3 separate regions of the Mus musculus genome follow, and all the other regions are linked to region 2. Evidence: chromatin contacts called from public Hi-C and HiChIP or PLAC-seq data. All regions are on one chromosome and are shown on one strand. Each heading gives the region's core, a stretch centred on a gene start, on an enhancer-like site or on the middle of the called end of the contact. The rest is flanking DNA. Distances are from core to core; before and after follow the strand shown. Region 1 overlaps Dpt (dermatopontin). Region 2 overlaps Gm32652 (a long non-coding RNA gene). Region 3 holds the start of Dpt (dermatopontin).

Evidence for each region. A called contact is a pair of places that touch in the nucleus more often than the background predicts. HiChIP or PLAC-seq counts read pairs in DNA pulled down with a chosen protein or histone mark.
Region 1: a contact with region 2 is called in a Hi-C map of cerebellum, with 1.6 times the contacts expected there. The contact joins two enhancer-like sites. A contact is called at or near these places in 1 of 39 promoter capture datasets (the 3T3-L1 cell line), 2 of 15 datasets of contacts at CTCF or cohesin (CD8 T cells and large pre-B cells), 14 of 484 Hi-C or Micro-C datasets (the 3T3-L1 cell line, the MC3T3-E1 cell line, brown adipocytes and 10 more) and 5 of 115 datasets of contacts at active chromatin or transcription factors (Th17 cells, embryonic stem cells, heart atrium and 2 more).
Region 3: an H3K27ac HiChIP or PLAC-seq map of heart atrium shows a contact between it and region 2, with 13 read pairs. The contact joins the promoter of Dpt here to the enhancer-like site in region 2. A contact is called at or near these places in 6 of 39 promoter capture datasets (the 3T3-L1 cell line, 3T3-L1-derived adipocytes, hippocampal neurons and 1 more), 24 of 484 Hi-C or Micro-C datasets (the 3T3-L1 cell line, the C2C12 cell line, the MC3T3-E1 cell line and 12 more), 4 of 115 datasets of contacts at active chromatin or transcription factors (cardiomyocytes, heart atrium, neural progenitor cells and 1 more) and 1 of 9 other capture datasets (adipose tissue).

The regions. Positions count from the first base shown.
Region 1 is chr1:164,813,484-164,816,183 of GRCm38.p6, reverse strand. The region is part of intron 2 of Dpt (dermatopontin); the gene reads right to left. Among named protein-coding and RNA genes, the nearest start is that of Gm32569, 9.9 kb to the right of the region's middle. Within about 2 kb of position 1,438, at least 89 of the 459 cell types and tissues checked have an H3K27ac peak or open chromatin away from gene starts, as enhancers often do. A contact at or near this core is called in cerebellum and heart atrium, where this site is marked.
Region 2 is chr1:164,895,295-164,897,994 of GRCm38.p6, reverse strand. All of the region lies in intron 1 of Gm32652 (a long non-coding RNA gene), which reads left to right. Among named protein-coding and RNA genes, the nearest start is that of Gm32652, 3.0 kb to the left of the region's middle. Within about 2 kb of position 1,389, at least 41 of the 459 cell types and tissues checked have an H3K27ac peak or open chromatin away from gene starts, as enhancers often do. A contact at or near this core is called in adipose tissue, cardiomyocytes, cerebellum and 3 more, where this site is marked.
Region 3 is chr1:164,795,373-164,798,072 of GRCm38.p6, reverse strand. It overlaps Dpt (dermatopontin), which reads right to left and starts at 1,410. Exons shown (of 4, transcript NM_019759.3): 1 at 1,037-1,410. The coding sequence starts at 1,341. It overlaps Gm32569 (a long non-coding RNA gene), which reads left to right. Exons shown (of 4, transcript XR_373663.3): 4 at 598-2,547.

The sequences.
Region 1 (2,700 bases), core at 189-2,688, 82 kb after region 2:
TCGCCCTGCTCATCAACACACCCACTTCCGCTTTCCTGTCCTGGCATTCCCCTACACTGGGGCATTAAGCCTTCATGGGACCAAGGGCCTCTCCTCCCATTGATGACCAACAAGGCCATCCTCTGCTGCATAAGCAGCTGGAGCCATGAGTCCCTCCATGTATACTCTTTGGTTGGTGGTTTAGTCCCAGGGAGCTCTGGGGTTACTGGTTAGTTCATATTGTTGCTCCTCCTATGGGGCTGCAAACCCCTTAGCTCCTTGGGTCTTTTCTCTAGATCCTTCATTGGGGATATAAATATAAAGGTTGTGTGTCCTTTATCTGAGAACTGAATGATCAAAGACGGGGTAGAAACCCTCAATTGAGGTTAAATGTTTACTACAACAAAACCCAAATGGACTTACATTAAAAAATAAATATAAATAGACAGGGGCAAAGAAGCAGGTGTCTTGGTCCCTCCCAGAGAGCTGGGCATTGGCCAAATAGGACCACATGCCATGTCCTCTACAGTCACATTAGTGCCCTTGTCTGTGTCGACAGACTGAATTCTGGGAACCTGGGCTGTGAGAGGGAACATAAAATGTTAGTGTCTATCCTCTGTGGCATTTGGGGGTTTCTATTTCAAACGGTTCAGATATGTATCACCACACAGCGGAAGCACAGTTCTCAGGATGTCTGTGACTTAAATTAGAAGAGGAAAGTCCCTGAACTTTTTTCAAATTGCTGTTTTGGAAGGGAGCCTCGAGCTCTTGCTTCAAGCCCAGGGCTGGTCGGCAGTGGTCACATTTGTTTTGATTACTGTTGACAGTCATAAGCCTGGCTACCCTGAGCTGTACATCAACAAGGACAGTTTCACCTCCAACTTCTCCTTCCCTCCAAATAAAGCAAACACCCCCCCCTCCTTCACTTTGCCATTAGATGTCTGCTGTGTTGCTGCCTAACACTTGATCTGTATTCTTATTTTCTTCCTGTGATAAAGGTAAGTGGCTGTACACTATACACATAACATGGGATCTAGAAGTGGCTGGACCTTTCTGAATCAAGCTCACTCTTTTGAAGAGCATCACAGCTTCCATATCTCATGGTCTCCACGAGCACAAGGATGATATCACTAAATAAATCAATATAATAGCCATGGTTCAGAACTTCTCCTAAATCTGTGAAATATACATATTTTCTATCCTTTCACATTTAGTAACTAATTGGATAAAGAAATGAAGGATGTCTTCTAGAGTCCTGTGGATTGAAGTGGACTTGGCTGTGATTGACAGGTTTGCTTTGTTCTAAGTGGCTCAGGTTGGGTGAGCTGATACTCTGACAATCAGACACATCTTTGAAGTGTCTGCGTTTGAAGTCTGAACACAAAACGGAGTATCTCCTATATGCGCAAATAGATGCCAACATTATAAATAGGGGACAGTAACTGTGACAGCTGCTCCAGCTGAGGAAAGGGACAATTGATTCTGCGCAGGCTCAGGGGAGCTGTGGTTCTCCAGAATGAGTGTACACAGGGCAGGGTGGTGGCTGCTTGTGAAAAACAGGAGTACCCACATGCAGTGTGCCCTCTTAAACACTAACATCCAGATTCATTTTATCAAGATATAGGAGCTTCCATCTCTGCAATAATAGCTCCTATGCTAGCTCAGAGCCATCAGTGTGTACAGTTCCTCTTTTTATCAGGCCTCTGGGAAACATGCTACAGGAGACCAGCCAGCCAGGGCAGGCTGACAGACTCCCTGACGGAAGGCCTATGAGCTCATTCCTGACTTGGACACAGCATCACAGGAATGGTCTTGCCAAGAAACCTCATCTAGTGTTAAAATCAGAACAAAGGTGCCCGATTTCACAAAGATTTTCTTTGACTGGATTATTCACAGTGGAAGAGAAGAGACAAATGCTCTCTTTAACTGACTTTTGTTGTTGAGAACTAGGAATGTCCAGGAATTAAGCGAAGCTACTCTCTGCCTTATAAACTGGACATGATGGGGAAGTCAGGGGGGAAATGATGGAGAATGCTGAGTTTGAGTGTCACAGAAAGCCAGTGACAGTGAAAGGCAATGTAAAGGTCATTTAAACAAGTGACTGTGTCCAAGCAGATCATTCTACAAACCTACTGATCAGTCATAGATCCAGAGAAGGATCATTAGGCAAAACAATAAAGAAGCGAACACGTTCCTAAATTCAAACCCCTCGGTCCCAGGATGCATATGCGCAGCTTCCATCCAGCAGGCCGACTGACTGGGATGTGACCTGGAGGAGCTGGAGCTGTTTGAGGACAGTGGAAGAGGCAAAAGGTCTCCGTAGTCTTGTTTGCCGCCCTTTTGGTGACATGTGTTGGCTGTTAACAGACCATTGGACTACAAATTTGGATTCTTCCAGCTAAATAAATATGTGTTGCATTTACATACTCATCTAGTCCAGTGGGAACCGATTAGAAATGGCATGCCTGCATCGAGCAGGAATTTACTTTCTTGCCAGGTTTCAGTGATGTTGTGATATCCAGAGAGATATCACGCTGAAATCAGAACAGCACCTTGGCTCCCACCAAACAAATAAATCCCACATGCATCTGGGAGTTGGTGATGATTTTGTTTTTCTATCCCGGAATGATATTATTTCTGAGTCTCTAAATGCTCGAAAATACAGAGGTGCCAGACATTCACTTGACAGGCTTCTCATGCATGCTGCAGAGAGAATTTCAA
Region 2 (2,700 bases), core at 140-2,639:
TTAGACCCCTGAGTCATCCTAACGTATCTAACATATTCAGTCTCCATCATGAAGATACTGAGCTGTACTCATGCCAATGTATTCTCTCCATCTTGTATTTATATTCACATCTTCTGTCTCTGTCATGGATCGGCAGAAAATTGTGACTTTGCATTCTGCTTTGACCATAGTTATGACTGCTGAGAATTAGACCAATTAAGACCCTTAGGGATGGGTTTTCTCCTAGCTTTAAGAAAAACCAAGCCATAGCCAACCGAGAGTGTCACTTACAGACTCATGGGCATGATAGCATTGTGAGCAAACTTCCTTGTTTTGAGATAAGGCAGGCTAGTATCTCAGTCACCACTGGGAAGGCTGGAGGGGAGGGGTGGGAGAGGGCAGGCTGGAGGGGAGGGGTGGGGGAGGGCAGGCGGGCTCCTGGGTTCCAGCACTGGGAGGTGTGATGAGACATAAAAGAAAACACAGTGGGATAAATCAGATATGATTTATGCATGGACAGGCAAGGAGATCTCTTTTCCCTGCTTGGGTCACACAATTAAATCTAATTAATGGAAACTGGTCATAGAGGGAGTTCAGAGCCTATTTTCGGTTGTCATTATCCTAACACAGCAATCAAAATGCAGATGAGCTATCTCTGTCTCACCCCAGGAGAGAAGCAGGCTTCTTGCTAATGAAGGGAAAATTGTAAATGAATGCTTATCAGGCCTTCCCTGTCCACGGTGGCTTCTTGGGGGTGGCAGTACTGGTAGAGAGGGCTGACAGACATTTTGCGTTCTGAAAGGGAACCTTCTTCCAAGAGAGTTCTAATGCTGCCCTAATGCTGTCTTCTCATGCTGCTGGGAGAGAGGCAGGGGGCAGAGGACACTTTCTCTAGCCGTTGGCCCTAACTTGGGCAAAGATAAAGAGCTAAGTGGCTTTTTTCAGAGTGGACGGCGGGAGGGGCAAGGGGGTAGGGTGGGGGAAGGAGTTGTGTTCTTGAACCAGAAAGTGCGCTTCGGGGCATACAGTTTGGCAGCCCTAGCGATCCATTCTCATTCTGACCTTCAGCCTCAATAATTAGAGCCATCTTATCTAACTAAACAAGAAAGATCTGGGGCAGTGTGGGATGGAATTAGAAATAACTCACTAGGAGATCCAAAGTCACCCCCAATGGGGACAGCACTGAGCTGTAGCCCAGTGGAGAAGGCTAACTTGCTGGAGGCAGACAAAGGCATCCTGAGCTGCGTGCTTGTTTGTAGACAGAAAAATGGCTCCCAACAAACACTCTGACAAACAAATCATGCCTGGATGAAACTGACGCGCACCCCTTCCCAGCAGGGGTGATAAATTAACCACAGCTGGGAGTGGCTGTGGGTTTACCGCTCAGCCTCCATCCAGTCTGTCCTGGGAGTCTCCCTCACCCCTTCTTGCCAACACTGCTACTATATTTAGCTTGTCCAGCATGTGCGCTGTCTATATTTAGTGCCTAAAAGTCAGAGTTCAGTGCACAATTCACCAAGCCATCAGTCATCTTCCATTCCATTCACACATGCAGAAAAATCCTTCCAAGAGACAATCTTGCTCTCCACTACAGGGTGGAGGGTGAAGGCCGTTGGAAGCCATTCTAAGAATGAAGGATTGAACCCATATGCCAGAGGGGGTTTCCTGCTGTCTCTGGCATGCTGTGCGTGCCTGAGAGTGCCAGACCCTGAGTGGAGAGCCAGGGCATGGGTGTGGCTCCAGAGGGCAGAGGGAGGATCGAAAGCAGGAGGACGGAAGCTCGGGAGTGAACAGCAGATTCTACCGTGCTCATTTGGTCCCCACTGATATTGCAGAAAACTGGTCATTGCTCATTACACCTTCTATGGGAGGCGGTGTGTGGAGGCCCACATTTTCCTACACCTCTGGAAAAGCTCAGGAGAAAGCTTACTGAGTCTATGAAAGAGTTAATGTAATAGCACATTAGCAATAAACTGGGCCAAAGTGGAACCCGCCATTCCACTAAGCAGGAGGTGTGACTGCCACTGAGAGAAGCCATGGGGAACATAGCTGTCTTTGACTATCTAGGCCACCAGAGGCCAGGGTCTCCTTTGGGTTGGCTAAGTGGGAACATGAAAGACTGGGGGGATTTCTGAGGATAACAGACAGGATCATGGGATTTCTTCACCTTTGCTGTTCCAACCACCCAGCTCACAACAGCCTGCAACTCCAGATCTAGGGAATCTGATGCCTTCCTTTGGCCTCTTTGGGTGCCTACAACTATGTGTAGACACACATGTGCATGCACACACACACATACACACACACACACACACACACACACACACAGAGAGAGAGAGAGAGAGAGAGAGAGAGAGAGAGAGAGAGAGAGAGATTGAGTTAGATGGATGGATAGATAGACAGATAGATAGATAGAATTAAAAATAAATAAAATATTGGGCCAGGAGAGATGACTCCGTGGTTAAGTGCACCTGCTGCTCTTCCAGATGACCTCGGTTTGAACCTCAGCACCGACACAGAAGCTCACAACTGTCTATAATTCCATTTCCAGGGAATTCTATTTCCATTTATAATTCCATTTCCAGGGAATCTGACACTTTCTTCTGATCTTCTTGGGTACCAGACACATACAGTTGTATCCAGACATACATACAGTCAAAATGTTCATATATATAAAATAAAAGAAGTATTTTTTCAATGAAGAAATAGTTTTAAAGTTTA
Region 3 (2,700 bases), core at 161-2,660, 100 kb after region 2:
CAGGGCATTTCTCCTGGATGGCTGAAAGTATCACCACTAATGTTTTATGTTGATCCATCCCAGATGCTCACTCTGCCAGTGCCCTGCAGGAGCCCCTCATGCAGTTGTCTTGTTCAGCAGAGGGCACACCTGGCAGCCTTCCAGCTGGGCTACCTCCTCCCTCAGTCTGCCTCTCCTAGGGTCAGCCTCCACCATCTCCCTAAGCCCTGAAATTTGGGCTCCATTTGGACAGCTATGAATGACCAGTATAGCCACCCCTGTCTCTTAAGATGGGCTTCTGAGCAAATGCCAGGGCTGGGATAGTCAAACACCACAGAGAAGCACAAACTGGGACCAATGCAGTTCCAATGATTAGGCAAAAGGCAGAAGTCAGGACAGTACCTCTAAAAACCTTTGGTAAACTATATCCTAGCAACAGAGGCTATTTAAATTCAAGAGAAAGGGAGAGAGAGGGAGACAGAGAAATCTCAGTAGTAAAACTCGCCAGAACATATTTCATCAGAACAGCAGAGCACTACTTAACTTCAGGACCCTTTGTTTCTAGTTCTCAGTCTTGTTTACCCAATCACTTACTTTGAATCAATATTTTTTTTTCAGGATATGGATACTGAGGACCCAATTGTTTATTTTGTCCCAACCACCCTGGAGCAGTATTTTTGGAAAACGGTAAATCATCCCAAAATGGAAGTGTTATTCCCATGTCACAGGGATGCCCACTTTCTATAAATTCCTTAAGACATCTCTATTTTGGAAGTCTGGTAAGCATTCTGCGTACACACACCCAGCTTGCGGGACACACTGAGCCTAGGGATGGCCTTTGAAGGAGTAGAACCAGATCCATCCTTCATGGGACATACCCCATCCTGGTTTTTCACCTTACAATGTTATCTACATTGTACACACCTGCCCGCCAGAGCATGCAATAGCAAGTTTAGGATGTGCCCAGGTTATGAGCCCTGCTATTTTAAGGACCAAACTTCTCCCATGCAGTACATACACAGATGTTCCCATCTCTAGAGCACTCTCTGCTTCTTACCATTCCATGCCGGCCCTGTTGATCTCCTCCCACCAGCACTCAGTGGGCTCCCCCAGGCTTTGGGGTGTAGGCATGCAGGCATAGTTCCATTGTCTGTCAGAGCCTTCCTTCTTGCTAAAGATGCTCCTCACAGCTACCACCACTTGCCCGTGGGGACACTGGTAGCTGAAGCCTTGGCGGTTAAGATTCACCCATCCATCATCACCGTAGTCCTGGTACTGCTGGTATGGGTACCCGTAGCCACCATACTGGCCCCAGGCTGTGGTCACCAGTGGCAGAAGAACCCACAGAAGAGTGAGGTCCATACTGCCCGGCTTCTGGCAAAAAAAATGTCACCCTCAGTTTGCTGGGCTGACTTTATACAGCTGCCGCTGACATGTGGTTCCCAGATGTGGGTGAACTGGATCCAACTGCAGTGTGTCATTGCTCAAGCAAAAGCTTTTCCACGCTGAGAAACTGGCCTTGCTTGCGTCCAGCTTGTTTTAAGGTGGAATTCTATGAACATGCAAGGAACATGTAAATCAAGGAAATCTCCCCAGAGAATCACTTCACGGAGAGGGACCAGAGGCAGCTGCTCCACTCTGCTCAGAAACACCTGAGAAAGACCCCCTCAATTGCCTACCTATCCTTCCCTCATCTCTCGGCATGCTGCCCCTCTGCCACGCCCCTTCTTACTAGCAAACCAGGTATCTGGTAGCTGTTCTCCTGCTTAGCTCTCTAGAATTATACGGAAATCCAGGCGGAGATTTCAAAACACAAACGTTGATAAGTTAAAGGAACTCAACCTTTAGATTTCTGCAAACCTAGGTGCCTGGATTCTTTTTATGTTCTTAGTCCGTCTTTTAATTGGGGGTAGAAGCAGATGATCTGTCTTCAGGTCTACTGTTAAAATGTCTAACGTTCAGGTAGAAGTGCTATTGGTCCATGGAGAGAGCAGCGGGGCGTTATCTCTGCTTCAGCATCTGCCTGAGCTGCTGAAAGTGGTCCCTTCAGCTCTGGCTTAAGTATGGAACTGGTTAAGCTCAAATGAATGGTAAGTTTTTTCAGCTGGCACTTTCAAACTTTACATTGACTTTTCTGTTTGTTGAGGTGAAGTGTATAAAATAAAGGCCAGCTTTTCAACTGTGTAGCATACAGTCCTGCAGGCAGCTCTGAAATCATGCTATAGAGTAGACTGGATAGTCCAGAGCACCTCCTCATAGCCCTCTGCATCCTCTTTGTTCCCGATACCTAGTTCTGCTACCCAACAATCGGATGTTCGTCTCTACAGTTTTGCCTGTTCCAGATTGTTAATAACTGGGGTCACACCACACGGGTCAGTCTCTGTTACCCCTGCTTTTGAGACTCGACTGTGCTGCCAGTCACTGACCTCTTGTAATTGCTGAGAAGGGTTCCACAGTATGGGTGTCCTGTTCAATGGTATCATCTGAAGCACGTGTGGAATATCTCATTTGTAAAAATTTATATATAACTATGCATAAGTGCTTACGAATAAAATTTCTATAAGTGCACAGAGGTTTTCGTATAAAGCTTCTTCTTCATTTTGCTTCAGTAAATACTCATGACTGATTTCCAGGTTGCTATGTAAGAGTCTGTCAAACTTTAAAAGAAGCTGTCTGTGCTATGGCACCAGAAAATTATCCTTTCTTTTACATTTTGGTCAT